2 separate regions of the Hordeum vulgare genome follow, and region 1 is linked to region 2. Evidence: chromatin contacts called from public Hi-C data. All regions are on one chromosome and are shown on one strand. Each heading gives the region's core, a stretch centred on a gene start, on an enhancer-like site or on the middle of the called end of the contact. The rest is flanking DNA. Distances are from core to core; before and after follow the strand shown.

Evidence for each region. A called contact is a pair of places that touch in the nucleus more often than the background predicts.
Region 1: a Hi-C map of seedling shows a contact between it and region 2, with 3 times the contacts expected there. The contact joins the promoter of LOC123395679 here to the promoter of LOC123398695 in region 2. A contact is called at or near these places in 4 of 6 Hi-C or Micro-C datasets (leaf, seedling and an unstated tissue) and 1 of 1 datasets of contacts at active chromatin or transcription factors (embryo).

The regions. Positions count from the first base shown.
Region 1 is chr5H:272,036,817-272,043,781 of MorexV3_pseudomolecules_assembly, forward strand. LOC123395679 (mRNA-decapping enzyme-like protein) reads left to right here and starts at 4,830. Exons shown (of 8, transcript XM_045090710.1): 1 at 4,830-5,086; 2 at 5,170-5,210; 3 at 5,308-5,357; 4 at 6,254-6,398. The coding sequence starts at 4,895.
Region 2 is chr5H:271,802,262-271,809,424 of MorexV3_pseudomolecules_assembly, forward strand. It overlaps LOC123398695 (bZIP transcription factor 16-like), which reads left to right and starts at 5,090. Exons shown (of 4, transcript XM_045093144.1): 1 at 5,090-5,454; 2 at 5,546-5,623; 3 at 5,705-5,770; 4 at 5,847-6,036. The coding sequence starts at 5,134. The coding sequence ends at 5,945. It overlaps LOC123398694, which reads left to right and starts at 6,312. Exons shown (of 1, transcript XM_045093143.1): 1 at 6,312-7,163. The coding sequence starts at 6,394. The coding sequence ends at 7,089.

The DNA of each region.
Region 1 (6,965 bases), core at 3,580-6,079, 230 kb after region 2:
GCCTTGAGGCACAAGGCCTCAAGGTGCGTCAGCCAAGGGGGAGGAGTTGGACTCCAACCCCAATTCGGTTTGGTGGGGAAGGAGTCCACTCCTTCCTTCCCACCTCCCTCTTTCCTTTTTCTTTTTCTTTTATTTTTGGTATTTTCTTATGTGGCGCCATGGGCTCCTTGAGCTGACTCCACCAGCCCACTAAGGACTTGTGGTGCCACCCTAGGGCCTTCGGCTCACTCCCGGGTCGGTGGGCCCCTCCCGCTGAACTCCCGGAACCCATTCGTCACTCCCGGTACACTACCGGAATTGCCCGAAACTTTCCGGTGACCAAATGAAACCATCCTATATATCAATCTTCATTTCCGGACCATTCCGGAAACCCTCATGACGTCTGTGATCTCATACGAGACTCTGAACAACATTCGGCAACCACACATATAACTCAACTATACTAAAACCTCATCGAACCTTAAGTGTGCACACCCTGCGAGTTCGAGAACTATGTAGACATGACCCGAGGCACTCCTCGGTCAATATCCAATAGCGGGACCTGGATGCCCATACTGGATCCTATATATTCTCCAAATATCTTATCGGTTGAACCTCAGCGTCAAGGATTCATATAATCCCGTATGTCATTCCCTTTGTCCTTCGGTATGTTACTTGCCCGAGATTTGGTCGTCGATATCTGCATACCTATTTCAATATCGTTACCTGCAAGTCTCTTTACTCGTTTCGTAATACAAGATCCCATGACTTACACTTAGTCACATTGCTTGCAAGGCTTGTGTGTGATGTTGTATTACCGAGTGGGCCCCGAGATACCTCTCCGTCACACGGAGTGACAAATCCCAGTCTTGATCCATACTAACTCAACGGACACCTTCGGAGATACCTGTAGAGTACCTTTATAGTCACCCAGTTACGTTGTGACGTTTGATACACACAAGGTATTCCTCCGGTGCCAGTGAGTTATATGATCTCATGGTCATAGGAATAAATACTTGACACGCAGAAAACAATATCAATAAAATGACACGGTCAATATGCTACGTTTATAGTTTGGGTCTAGTCCATCACATGATTCTCCTAATGATGTGATCCAGTTATCAAGCGACAACACTTGCACATAGTCAGAAAACCTTGACTGTCCTTGATCAACTGGCTAGCCAACTAGAGGCTTGCTAGGGACATTGTTTTGTCTATGTATCCGTGTATCTATGTTTTCATTCAATACAATTATAACATGGATAATAAACGATTATCACGAACAAAGAAATATAATAATAACTAATTTATTATTCCTCTAGGGCATATTTCCAACAAGGCGGGGCTGCCCAGATCCGCCCGTTCCCGGCGGACTCCGGCGGCGAGACGCGAGACGACCTCGGCGGGCATCCATGGCAGAGCACCTACGGGCGCAAAGGGAGAAATCCTGTGAGGGGGGCACGAAGGAAGGAAGAAGAAGGGAGAGGGAGGAAGGAGGGTTGTGCCTAGGCCCAACGAGGCTAGTGGTCCTCCAGCAGTCGCCGGCAACGAGAAGGGACGGCGGGGTTGAGCGGGAGGCACGGGATACGAGGCACCCTCCCGATCCATATCGATGAGGAGCTCTCCTCCTGGCTGCGGGGAGCAGCGACAGATCCGGGCCCGCGGCGGGCCTGAGATGGGTTTCACGGGCCCGATGACTGAGGTGGGAGGAGAGGCTACGCGATTAGGGTTTGAGGGGGGGGGGCACGGACCCTGAGGCAGGGCTGGTTGTTGTCTATATATAGAAACGAGCTAGGGTTTACAGATTTCGTCCAAATTCGGACCGCAGGATCGCGATCGAACGACTCCGGCGATGGCTAGGGGCTAGGATATAGGGCTTAGTGGATGTGTAGAGGGGTTTGTGGGCTAAGAAGAGAGAGAAATTTGCGGCCTGACACAAGATTTTAAACACCAAAAAATGTTCGACTATAACCGATGACGGTGCCGCTGCGTTCGACCGTTCAGGTATCAAACGGACTCCGATTACGCCAAAATTTGGCAGGTGGTCTACCTACATTAAAATAAGACCTCATGCCAAGTTTTAACTCAATGTGAGAATATTTTAAATACACTTTTAAAAACAATATTTTAACGATGCCGCATGCGCGTGCATGTGTGGTTGGACTGAAAACGAACAACGACGAAAACGGAGAGAACCAGCAACTAACAACGGAACCGAGTTTTGAAAACTGGTGGCAACAGAGTGTCGATGCAATGCGAATGATGCGCATGATGCGATGATGAATGCGACAAACAAATAATTAACAAAGTGACAATGGAATAAAAGGGGAATCTTCTAGAGCGTCGGTCTCGGGCTGTTATAGAGGGCGAAGGCCTTAGACTGCTGACCATTGATCATCGCCTTAAAGGAGGCCGAAGCCAGGAGCCCACATATCCACGAGCACCACCGACGTCCAAAGCCCCTTCTCATGAGAACCTCAAGCAAAAACTCCGAAGATGGGTTGTCGAAGGCTTTTGAAATATCAATTTTCATCAAGACCGCGGAGGTTTTCCTTCCATGCAACAATTTCGCCGTATTCTTCACGAGCTTGAAAATCTCGTGGATATTTCTAGCACACACAAAAGCGCACTCAGCCTTAGAGATCAGAATGGGAGAAGGGGTGCCAGCCTGCCTGAGAGGATTTTGACGAAGATCTTGGCAGCAAATGGATGAGATTAATCATTGTGAAGTCCGACAAATCAACGATATCCGCCTTCTTTGGGAGAAGAGTGATCAGAGACGAATTGAGGCAATCGAAGGAACCAAACCTCCCGGCATGCAGTGTCCGAAACACTCAAAGCAGGTCAACTTTAACAGTGTACCCAACATATTTTGAAGAACAACCCGGTGAAATCGTCCGGGCCAAGTGCACGTCAGATGACATATCCATAATCTCCCGGCTAAAGACAATATGGCAGCCAGATTACTGCTAAAATTCAATTTTCACTTACGGATGTTGCCGCTTCGTCGAGCTTTTTTGCAACTATGTACAAGTAGACAAGCCTCATGCTCAGGAATTTGACACGAATCATGAAAATTTAATAAAGAAAGTCCATGACAACTTACCGTCACATGCAATTAATGGCTACTTTTTTATATCACATGCAATTACTCGCTACTTCATTGTATTGATCAAAGTAGTGTAAAAACAGATGGATTAGAACCTATAACTCGATTCTGCCGGTCGTTAAACTTAGTTACCACAAAAAATCTTAAATTTATTTGATGGACGTGGTTATCGAGTGCATGAGCGCCCGCTCGCGGTAGTGGACGCACCTAAGGACAACCAACCACGTGTATTTATTAGCGTTTCAAAAAATTCAAAAAGTCATAACTTTTGAACCAAGCGTCAGAATGACGATTCGTTTTCACGGCTGTGTTTCTTACGACGAGCTCTTCAAAACTAGATCCCATATGGATAGGTTTTGACAAACTTTTTTTTAGCAACTTTATGTGCTAGATGAGGCAACTTTAGTCCTATAGGCAAGCAACTCCTTTCCCCTTAGTATGGCTATCTATCAATGAAGAATTCTTCTAAGTTGGTTACCACGACTAACAGTTGACTAGATTCACCTCTAAAAGCTTTACATAATTAAATAATGATGATCACTTGCCTATGATTGATGCTCAGTTGCCTACAAATATTATGAAATTGCTCAATTTTGATGCTCAGTTGCCTATAAAATACTATAAAATTGCTCAATTTTAATGCTCGGTTGCCTATTACTGATGGTCAGTTGCCTACATTTGATGTTTAGTTGCCTGCCATTAATGCTCAGTTGCCTGCTATTTGTGAATAGTTACCATAATTGCACTCGAGTATCACAAAAAGTTAGCAACTTTTAGTGTTTTTTGTGTAACTCGAGTGCATTCAACAAGCAATCCATGTGTACACACATGATGCAATTTATCTATCATCAAAGTTGCTTCTGTTTAGCACTAATTTGACTCATATACCATTGGAGTTGTTTTTGAAAAAAATTCTTCAAAACATATTCATATGGGATCTCGTTTTGAAGAGTTCGTCACGAGAAACCCAACGGTGAAAACATATCATAATTTCGACACACGGTTTGATAGTTATAGCCTTTTAGATTTTTTCATACATGAACTAATGGATATCCAACGCATGTGGAGCTGAGCATGCACATCCGACACATAATTTAACCATTTAAGTTTGGAAATAACTGACCACATTTGCCATATGGTGGCTAAAGGGTGAAGTTATTTAACCTTATAGTCATGATAGATAATTTCGAAGGAATTTTCGTTGATAGGCAATCATACTACGCACACTAATAAAAGTTACTTTTCTTTAGCACTAAAGTTGCCTAAATATCACTCCACAGTTGTTCAATTTTTTTTGTCGAAACCTATTCATATGAGATCTAGTTTTGACGAGTTCATCGTAAGAAACACAACCGTGAAAACGAATCATCGTTTTAAAGCTTGGGTCAAAAGTTATAGTATTTTGAAAAAAAACCAGAATAAAGTGGAATAACTTGCTACACACTTCCGCGTGAAGGTGCACTCGTTTCAACAAAATAGTACAGCTACACTATTTAGTATTTGGGTTATTTTATATATACCCGTTGCAACGCACGAGTCTTTTGATAGTAGATATAAAATGGATATATATTTTTTTTGTTAATCAAAATTCTTTAAAAAACAAAAAAGGCCCGGACTATTTTTTTTTACAACAAATAGGGTCCGGACTATGCGATACCGTATAATATTTGAGAGCGATTTGGCGATCCGCGTCGTCTTATTATGGTGTGACGGTTCCACAAACAGCAAACATCCCACTCGATACTCGATAGCTCTCAGATCCCCCGTCCCCACCCCGACCCCCAGCAACCCGGAGGCGACCTCGCGATGCCGCCGCCACCGCCGCCGCAGCCGCACCCGAACGGGGGAAAAGTAACGCCGAACCTGGCCATGGACGCCGAGGGCACGCGCCTGCTTAACCTCACCGTCCTGCAGCGCCTTGACCCCGCCGTCGAAGACATCCTCATCACCGCCGCACACGTCACGCTCTACGACTTCAACATCGACCTCAACCAGTGGGTGAGGGCTCCTCTCTCGTCCGATGCCTTTGCTGCACTCGACCACGATCCGTTCCGATCTGATTTTATTTCTGTTTCGTGCAGAGCCGGAAGGACGTGGAGGGATCGCTCTTCGTGGTGAAGAGGTGAGACAGATTGGGGAAAACGTGTTTAGGGTTTATATGTGGGTTTTGTGCGCGTGCAGCAGCTAATTGTATTAGGATTGCGTTGGATTGCGTGTAGGAACTCACAGCCGAGGTTCCAGTTCATCGTCATGAACAGGCGCAATACCGGTACGTGCATCTTTGATCTAAGTTGGTTGGCTGGTCTCTCGTACGTACTGTATTTGATTACCGACGTACTAGTTTATATATTGCACGAGCAGAAGGATCTGTAGTACGCTGGGTCCTTCAAATAGGATAGAGATCACGATGGAACATTCTTTTGTGTCAGTGCGTCCTAAATCCTAAGATTGACTTGTGTTAAGTAGATTGGATCATTATTGATGAAGTAGTGCATTAGTTAGATTAAAATGAATTGGTTATAGTATGTTGCTTGATTCAAACAGATTTGGTCGGCACTGAAAAATTGCATTTATCGGCGATGCTGAGCCACATTAAAAAACAAGTAATTAGATTTTTATGACGCTGTTTTTATTCAGGCTGATAGTTAACTCTCCAGTGATATTGTTACAAGGGATCAGAGATGATCTTAGAGTTTGCTAAAAAAGAAAGAAGAGATGATCTTAGAAAGTTTAGGATCTTGCAGTAGCTCTATGGCTGCATATACAAATCTGATGGGGCCTGTAGCACTAATTCTTGGTCAATGGATCAACTGGAGAAATCTGATACACATCAAGATAGTATCGATCTAAATTCTTATTATGTTTTAGATAGATTTAGTGTGGAGAAAAGATGTGAACTGTCACATAAACACAAAACAGATGCCCATGTGAACACACTGTGAACAAGGTTTGTCATTCATGTCTGAGTAGACAAAATTTTTGGGGTTTGGCGTTCTGTTTCTCACTGTAGTAAGATAGGTGTGTTTTCGTGATTTGTATTTTTACAAGGTATTTAGAGTGTAGCCATAGACTGACAACTCCTCAGTTTGCCTAGATGCTATTTTTTCTATGGTATATAAAGTAAAGTGATTGGCCCATGAAAATATCGCGTTCTATATTTGACAGATAATCTCGTGGAGGATTTGTTGAGTGATTTTGAATACGAACTCCAGCCTCCATATTTGTTGTATCGGAATGCCACACAGGAAGTAAATGGCATTTGGTTTTATAACCAACAGGAGTGTGAAGCTGTTGCTAGTTTGTTTGGAAGGTAAAGTTTGTGTACCCCCCCCCCCCCCGCCCCCGCCCCCGCCCTCCTGGGTCAGTGCCTTATTTTTCTTTTTACAAGTGTGTAGTCAGTGTACCCAATCACCCCACTTTTGTTATCTTCGGTACTAAAATATTTAGTATTTAGTGCTGTTCAGTTTACGTACTCGCACACAATGTATATAGTTTGGCGAACACCAAATATATATTGTAATAACAAGTGGTGAAAGTTTAAGTTTTTAGGATCATGCAAACATTAAAATATGACATCTTTAGGAAACTGGAGGAAGAATTTGACTTTGGAAGTTTTGTTTACTCTAGTTGAACTGTCGAATACTGAGAACTGTCGAATATTCTATTTGCCATTGTTTATAAAGCGGTAAAGCGACCTAAAGCGAGCACCACCCGCTCTAATGCTTAAGTGACGCCTAAGTGCCTAAAGCGGGCAAATATCTAAGGCGCTGCCAGGGCGCCTTGTCGCTTAAGCTTAAGCGATGCATAAGCGTCTGAAGCGGGATGCTTTATAAACAATGCTATTTGCATTTAGGCATTGAACTGCTTAATTAGTCCT
Region 2 (7,163 bases), core at 3,840-6,339:
ACGAGCAAAACATGATCAACACCATAATGCTATGGGTGTTCGATACATCACAATGTAACTAGATTATTGACTCTAGTGCAAGTGGGAGACTGTTGGAAATATTCCCTAGAGGCAATAATAAAATGGTTATTATCATATTTCCTTGTTCATGATAATCGTCTATTGTTCATGCTATAATTGTATTAACAGGAAACAGTCATACATGTGTGAATAAATAGATCACAATGTGTCCCTAGCAAGCCTCTAGTTGGCTAGCTCGTTAGTCAATAGATAATCATGGTTTCTTGATCATGGGCATTAGATGTCATTGATAACGGGATTACATCATTGGGAGAATGATGTGATGGACAAGACCCAATCCTAAGCATATCACTAGATCGTATTGTTCGTATGCTAAAGCTTCTGTAATGTAAAGTGTCTTTTCCTTCGACCGTGAGATTGTGCAACTCCCGGATACCGTAGGAGTGCTTTGGGTGTATCAAACGTCACAACGTAACTGGGTGACTATAAAGGTGCACTACGGGTACCTCCGAAAGTGTCTGTTGGGTTGGTACGAATCGAGATCGGGATTTGTCACTTCGTGTGATGGAGAGGTATCTCTGGGCCCACTCGGTAGAACATCATCATGAGCTCAATGTGACTAAGGAGTTAGTCACACGATGACGTGCTACGGAACAAGTAAAGAGACTTACCGGTAACGAGATTGAACAAGGTATAGGTATACTGACGATCGAATCTCGGGCAAGTTCTATACCGACAGACAAAGGGAATCGTATACGGGATTGATTGAATCCTTGACATCGTGGTTCATCCGATGAGATCATCGTGGAGCAAGTGGGAGCCACCATGGGTATCCAGACCCCGCTGATGGTTATTGGCCGGAGAGGCGTCTCGGTCATGTGTGCCTGTCTCCCGAACCCGTAGGGTCTACACACTTAAGGTTCGATGACGCTAGGGTTATAGGGAATTGTTATATGAGGTTACCGAAAGTTATTCGGAGTCCCGGATGAGATCCCGGACGTCATGAGGAGCTCTAGAATGGTCCGAAGGTAAAGATTGATATATAGGACGGATGGTTTCGGATACCGGAAGTGTTTCAGGCATCACCGGTAACGTACCGGGACCACCGGGACCACCGGAGGTGGCCTCGGGGGTCCACCGAAGGGGGGCACCGACCCCGGGAGGTAAGGTGGGCCAAGTGGGGAAGGGAACCAGCCCCTAGGTGGGCTGGTGCGCCTCCCCACTCAGCCCAATGCGTGGGGGAGAGAAAAGAGGGGGCAAACCCTAAGCTAGGTGGGCCTAAGGCCCACCAGGGGTGCGCCACACCCCTCCTCCCCCCTTGGCCGCCGCACCAGTCCCATCTAGGGCTGCCCCCCCCCCCCATGAGAGGGAAACCCTCAAGGGGGCGCATCCCCTCCCTCCCCCTATATATAGTGGGCACTTTTGGTCATTGGAGATCAGACTTCTCCCTCTCTCTCGGCGCAGCCCTGCCCTTCTTCCTCCTCCTCTCTGCCGGTGCTTGGCGAAGCCCTGCCGGGAGACCTCGTCTCTCCATCGACACCACGCCGTCGTGCTGCTGGAGTTCTTCCCCAACCTCTCCCTCCTCTTTGCTAGATCAAGGTGCGGGAGACGTCACCGGGCTGTACGTGTGTTGAACCTGGAGGTGCCGTAGTTCGGCACTAGATCGGAATCGCTGCGAGTACGACTCCATCAACCGCGTTCTAGCAACGCTTCCGCTTCGCGATCTTCAAAGGTATGAAGATGCTCTTACCCCTCTCTCGTTGCTGGTCTCTCCATAGGAAGATCTGAATATGTGTAGGAAAATTTTGAATTTATGCTACGTTCCCCAACAGCTCGAGCCATCGACTGCGAAGTATAGCAGATGAAGCGAGAGGACAAGCACGGCGAATGTGATAGGGTCATCGAGGAGGACGGGCTCACCTACGACGGAGCGTGCGAACGTGGAGCCCGAGAAAAGTGCGACGAGCGGTCTCCTCCCAAACCAGAAGACGCGAAGGTGCGACAGGTGGGCGCGCGTGACCCTGACCTTCTCCATCGCGAGGAAGGCGTGCTGGACGACGACCCGATCACCCCTGACCCGCCCGCGGGAAGGAGCAGGAACGCGAGCGCCAGCATCACGAACGACACGACGACCAACGCTTAGGACGCCCCGATCGTGAGCTTGTGGTAGAATCCCATCCCGTGGGATCAGACTGGTGCCTGCCTCACGAGAAGGGGATCCATCGCCTACTACTGAAGTGAGAGGGAGAGAGCGAGGTCGACTAAGAGGAAGAGGAGGTCGATACAGCTGAGGAGGCAGGGAGCGGCCCGTGATGGCCAGCCACCATGTGGCGGTAACCAAGGAGGAGGGGCCGTCATGACGGCGGTGTTAGTGGTGTGGTGGAGGCGCAATGGCGTCGTAGATCGAGGTCGAACCCGTGTGAAAAATTTAACAAAATTTGTCCAGAATAGCTTCAAAAATAATCACGAAATTAAGCATTTACGATCATGAAACTACAAACCGGTTGCTTGAATAAAACCATAAATAAATGCACATTTTTTATGTAAAGTTGATCTCAAATCGAATCTTCGTTGTGTAGATCGAAAGAGATAAGGAAGAATGAGATTAAAGAGGAGGTTAATGGAAGGTAGGAGAAAATAGCACATACAAGATGTATATTAGCTCGCATCCCTCATGTATCCTTTTGTGAAGGAGGTCCGTCACTAACATTAGAGGTGGCTCGACTGAGTCTAACTCGCAAAAAAGACCAATTCAGTATTTCTTCACAACCAAATCCATGCCTTCTTTAAGATTCGTGGAGGACATAAAACACATGCAAGTCATGCAATCAAATGGACTAAATTCCAACTGCACTAACCTGATTAGACCTAATACAGCCTATTAAACACGACCATAATTTCTCCGATCGGTGATGCTCCTTCCTTTTCGGTTTATAGGACTCGTCTCAAAATTTTATGATTTTTAATATATTACTTAATTCATATAGTAAGAAAAAGGAAATTAATGATTATTTATATAAAAAAAACTCATGCACCATGCAAATTCAATAAAAGAAAGGATGCTATATTTATTATTTCGTAAATCGAATATATAAAAAACATTTTATTAGCTAGCTAAAACTAATCATCCATGATCCATATCCATTCATAATATGGGATTTCAGATTTAAACCTTGTAAACCGGGAATAAGAGCATGTCTAGTAGAGCCCTTAAACCCTTAAATAAACAGAAATAACCGTTTTTTATGGATTAAAACAAAAGAATGATAAATAGTAGAACCCCTGAACCCCTAAACCCTTAAAAAAATTACGGATTGGATCTGAGGTTGCCCTTCCAATCTGTAAAAATGAGGATTGGAGAGGGAAACCCACCTTCAACCCGCACTCCACCGGTCGTTGCGCGGGAGGGAAATTTCCCTTCGCGCGCTCCCTCCCGTCGCCCCCGCGGCGAGCCATGGAGGCGCCGCCGGACTCCTCCGTCGCCCCTGCCGCCCTGCCCGCGTCCTCCCTCCCTCCGCCCGTCGCCCCGCCCCTAGCCTCGGCCTCGACGACGCCTGCACCGGCCCCGTCCTCGCTCCCTTTGCTCGCGCCGGAGGTGCCGTCGGTGGTGGCCGCGACAATGGAGGTGGGCGCCGGCCAGGCCAAGCTCCGGCAGCCACGCCCCACCGTCCGCCTCGCGCTCCTCCCACGCCGCGCCGCTGGGCTCCGCTGCGCCCCCAACGATGCCGCGGCCACAACCGCCGAGCCCGAGCAGCAGTCTGGGGAATAGGGAGGAGGAGTTCGTGCTCCTCGCCTCCAACCGCAACGAGTTCAACGAGGTCATCATGGTCATCGGCTCACCCTCCAACCGCTACCTCGTCCTCGTCCTTCTCCTGATGAAATTTCGTCAGTGGGTGTTTGTGATCTTTTATCCGCTTTCATATGTTTGCTGTCCACTTCAAAAAATTTGCTGCAGCTCCTCAAGTATCTAAATCCTGGCCTCATGTGCATATGTTGTAACCTGAAATCCCTCGGATCTTCTCATTGAGAGGTGAAGTCTGAATGTATGCCCACTTGTCCTTAATCTCTTGGGAGAATTATCTTGATTTATACTACAGCCAAAGACTAAATTATATCAAATTATGAGCTTGAGGTGGTAACATCTAATTTCCAATAGGGGGAGAGGGAATCGTGAATTTAGCATTTTTTTTAAATATGCCCACTTCTCTAGTCTTTTGGAGAATTAGATCACATTTGAAACTTAGTTGAATGGTACAAATAAATACGGGAAAACAATGAATAGATAGTTTCAGGATGAATTCTACACAAATTAATAGCCTATGAATCTGTAATGTGTTTGGTCGTTGTTTGTGTATGCTTTTTCATTATAGAGGCAGCAAGACAAAACTTTTTGTGCTTGGTTCGTGCTTAGGCACATGTGGGGTTGGATGCAAGCACCGGTACCGATCAAATCATGCATCAATGATCTTCATTTCCGTGTTTGTTTGAAGATTGATTGTGTTTTTTTAGTGAAAATTGTGATATGTCAAATGACAGTTTTAAGGGTTGGGTTTGAGGGTTCTATTCTTTGTCTCTGTTTTTTAATCTTTAAAAATGTTAAAAATAACCAATTCTCAACATTTAAAACAGATTTTAGATTTAAAGGTTTGAGGGAGTATAATACGGAACCGACCGAGCCAAGCGTAGTCTTCCAGGCCGTTCCCTCCCGCTCGCAGCCTGTCCTGTCCCGTTCACACGCGGCATTGTTTGCTCCTCTCACTGACAGCGCGGCTCCATTTTGACCTTTTTGGGTCCCACGCCCACCGATAGCACCGAGCATGCGCTCCTCCTCCTGGTTGTGCAGCGGTCCACGTGTAAGTCTGATGCGGCCATACTACCACATCCCACTGACGCTAATGGCCCACCGGGAGGAAGTGAGCGTACGGCTGACGCATGTGCGCCACGTGTCGGCGCTACCTATGTGACGTTGTGTGGCGTGGAGACGTGGCGGCCGGGCACGGGCCAGGGCAAGGTGTACTTGAGCAGGGCACCGGCCGCCGCCCTTCCCTTCGCCTTGGCATCCACTCCCACCCCCTGTCCGCTGCAGATGCCAAGATTGTCCCGGTTGCTCCCATGTCTGATCGTAGCGGCCAGCGGCAATGCCGCCGAGGCGTCTCGGGCGACGTCGAGCTCGACGCGGCCATGGCACTGGCCAACATGGCAGCAACTCTTCCCGCCGTGCAGGGCACGCACACGCAGCATGGCGCCAGCCGTGAGGAGGAGGAGGAGCTGGCGAGCACAAGGCTGACCCTGGAGCTGGGCAAGGTCGGCATCCAGGCGTCGTCGTGCTCCAGTAGCTCCAGCGCCGGGTGTCCCTCGCAGCAGACGCGGGTCGCCGTGGCGGCTCCAGGCGGAGGGGGCTACGGCCCAAGGCCCCGGCACACGCTCACCGAGGTAACTCACCGGGGCACGTAGGGTATGTCGCATGGACGCAAACCGGTGCTGGCTCTTACTTGACCCCTAGTTTCTTGTGCGAATCCAACAGGCTGAGAAGGAGGCAAAGCGGCTGCGGCGCGTGCTCGCGAACCGGGAGTCTGCGCGCCAAACCATACTCCGCCGTCAGGTTATAACCTCTTGTCTTTCATATCAGTTTTTCATTCTAGCATCTATGACAATTCATCTACCAGTGTTTGTCTTAATTCAGGCGATCCGAGACGAGCTGGCGAGGAAAGTTGCGGACTTGTCGTCACAAAACGAGAGCATGAAGAAGGTATACCGATAGATTCATGTAGCAGCAAGAATGGCAATCAACCCATGTTAATTCTCCTTTTTTTTTTGTTGCGCAGGAGAAGGAGGCAGTGATGCAAGAGTATCTCACACTCCAGGAGACGAACAAGCAGCTGAAAGAACAGGCACGACATCATCTGCCGCTTCCATTATTCTAGCGATCTTTATTGTTTTTTATAAGTATACTTACTACTAGTGTGAGGGCAGACAGAATCTAGCATCTTCGGAGCCTCCAGTTGTTCCCCTGAAAGCGAGCCACATGACTGCACTTTACCAGTAACTAGTAACAGTAGTACTCCGGACTTTTAGTCGCTAGGCCATCGAGCAGTCATCGGAAACACAAGTCATAGTCGAATTGGAACTGAAGTACCCAACTGTACGTAGTTCTTGATGCCATATGTATGGATAAAACGACATGCGTGTTTCTATATTTGGCTTTCTGCCAAGATATCTTTGTTCTTTAATTTGTGGCCGAAAGTTGCCGCACACGCTTCAGCTCTTCTACTGCTCATGCCCACAAGAGACGTATGAGTAGCTACTGGTAGGTTGTCCTGCTTGTTCATACGAGCTTTTTGCCGGCTTGTCCAGGTCTTCGGAGCTTTACCAATGGCGTTTTTGAATCGTCCCTCTGCGTGCAAAGAGAACCAAACACCTGGAGCGAAGCTTGCTGTGATCCTGACTACCGTGAATGCGTTTCTCCATCTGCAGGTTACTGCGAAGACGGCGGAGAAGGCGCCACCGCCGGTGGTAACGTCTATGGACACGACGCCACCAGCGGAGCAGCGGGCAGAAGCCACGGTGTCCACGGCGGCCCCGCTGGACGCACCCCGTGCGCCGGGATTCCTTTACACAACAGCTGGGCCCTCGGCCGTGCGCGTGCCGTATGTGTGGGGCTCTTGGCCGTACAACCCGAACGCCAACAACCCGGGCGGCGCCGCCAGCACTGCACACGCTCCGCCGCTCTGCCTTCCGCCCTTCGCGTGGTACTACCCCGTCGTCACCGACCCACATGGTTCGCCGGCGACATCTTACGCGCAGCCGCTCCATGAGACGACGAGTGGGGGCGGCAGCCAGGGTACCGGCGGCGGAACGGCCGAGGAGGACATCGACGACGACTCATGCTCGCTCACGCTGGGGCTTGACGTCGACAGGAAGTGTGCGACGAGCGCCGACAACGGCAGCAGCCGTGCTGTGGCGGGCGACAGAGAGAGGGCGGTGATGGCGGCGGAGGCGAGAAAGAGGAGGAAGGAGCTGACGAAGCTGAAGCAGACGCATCTCGGTGGTCGTCCTGGAGACGAGTAGGTCTCGATCGACGCCATTGACGGGGGATGACACTATTGATTTTCTTCTTTCTAGCTGGTCGTTTCATTTCGGTT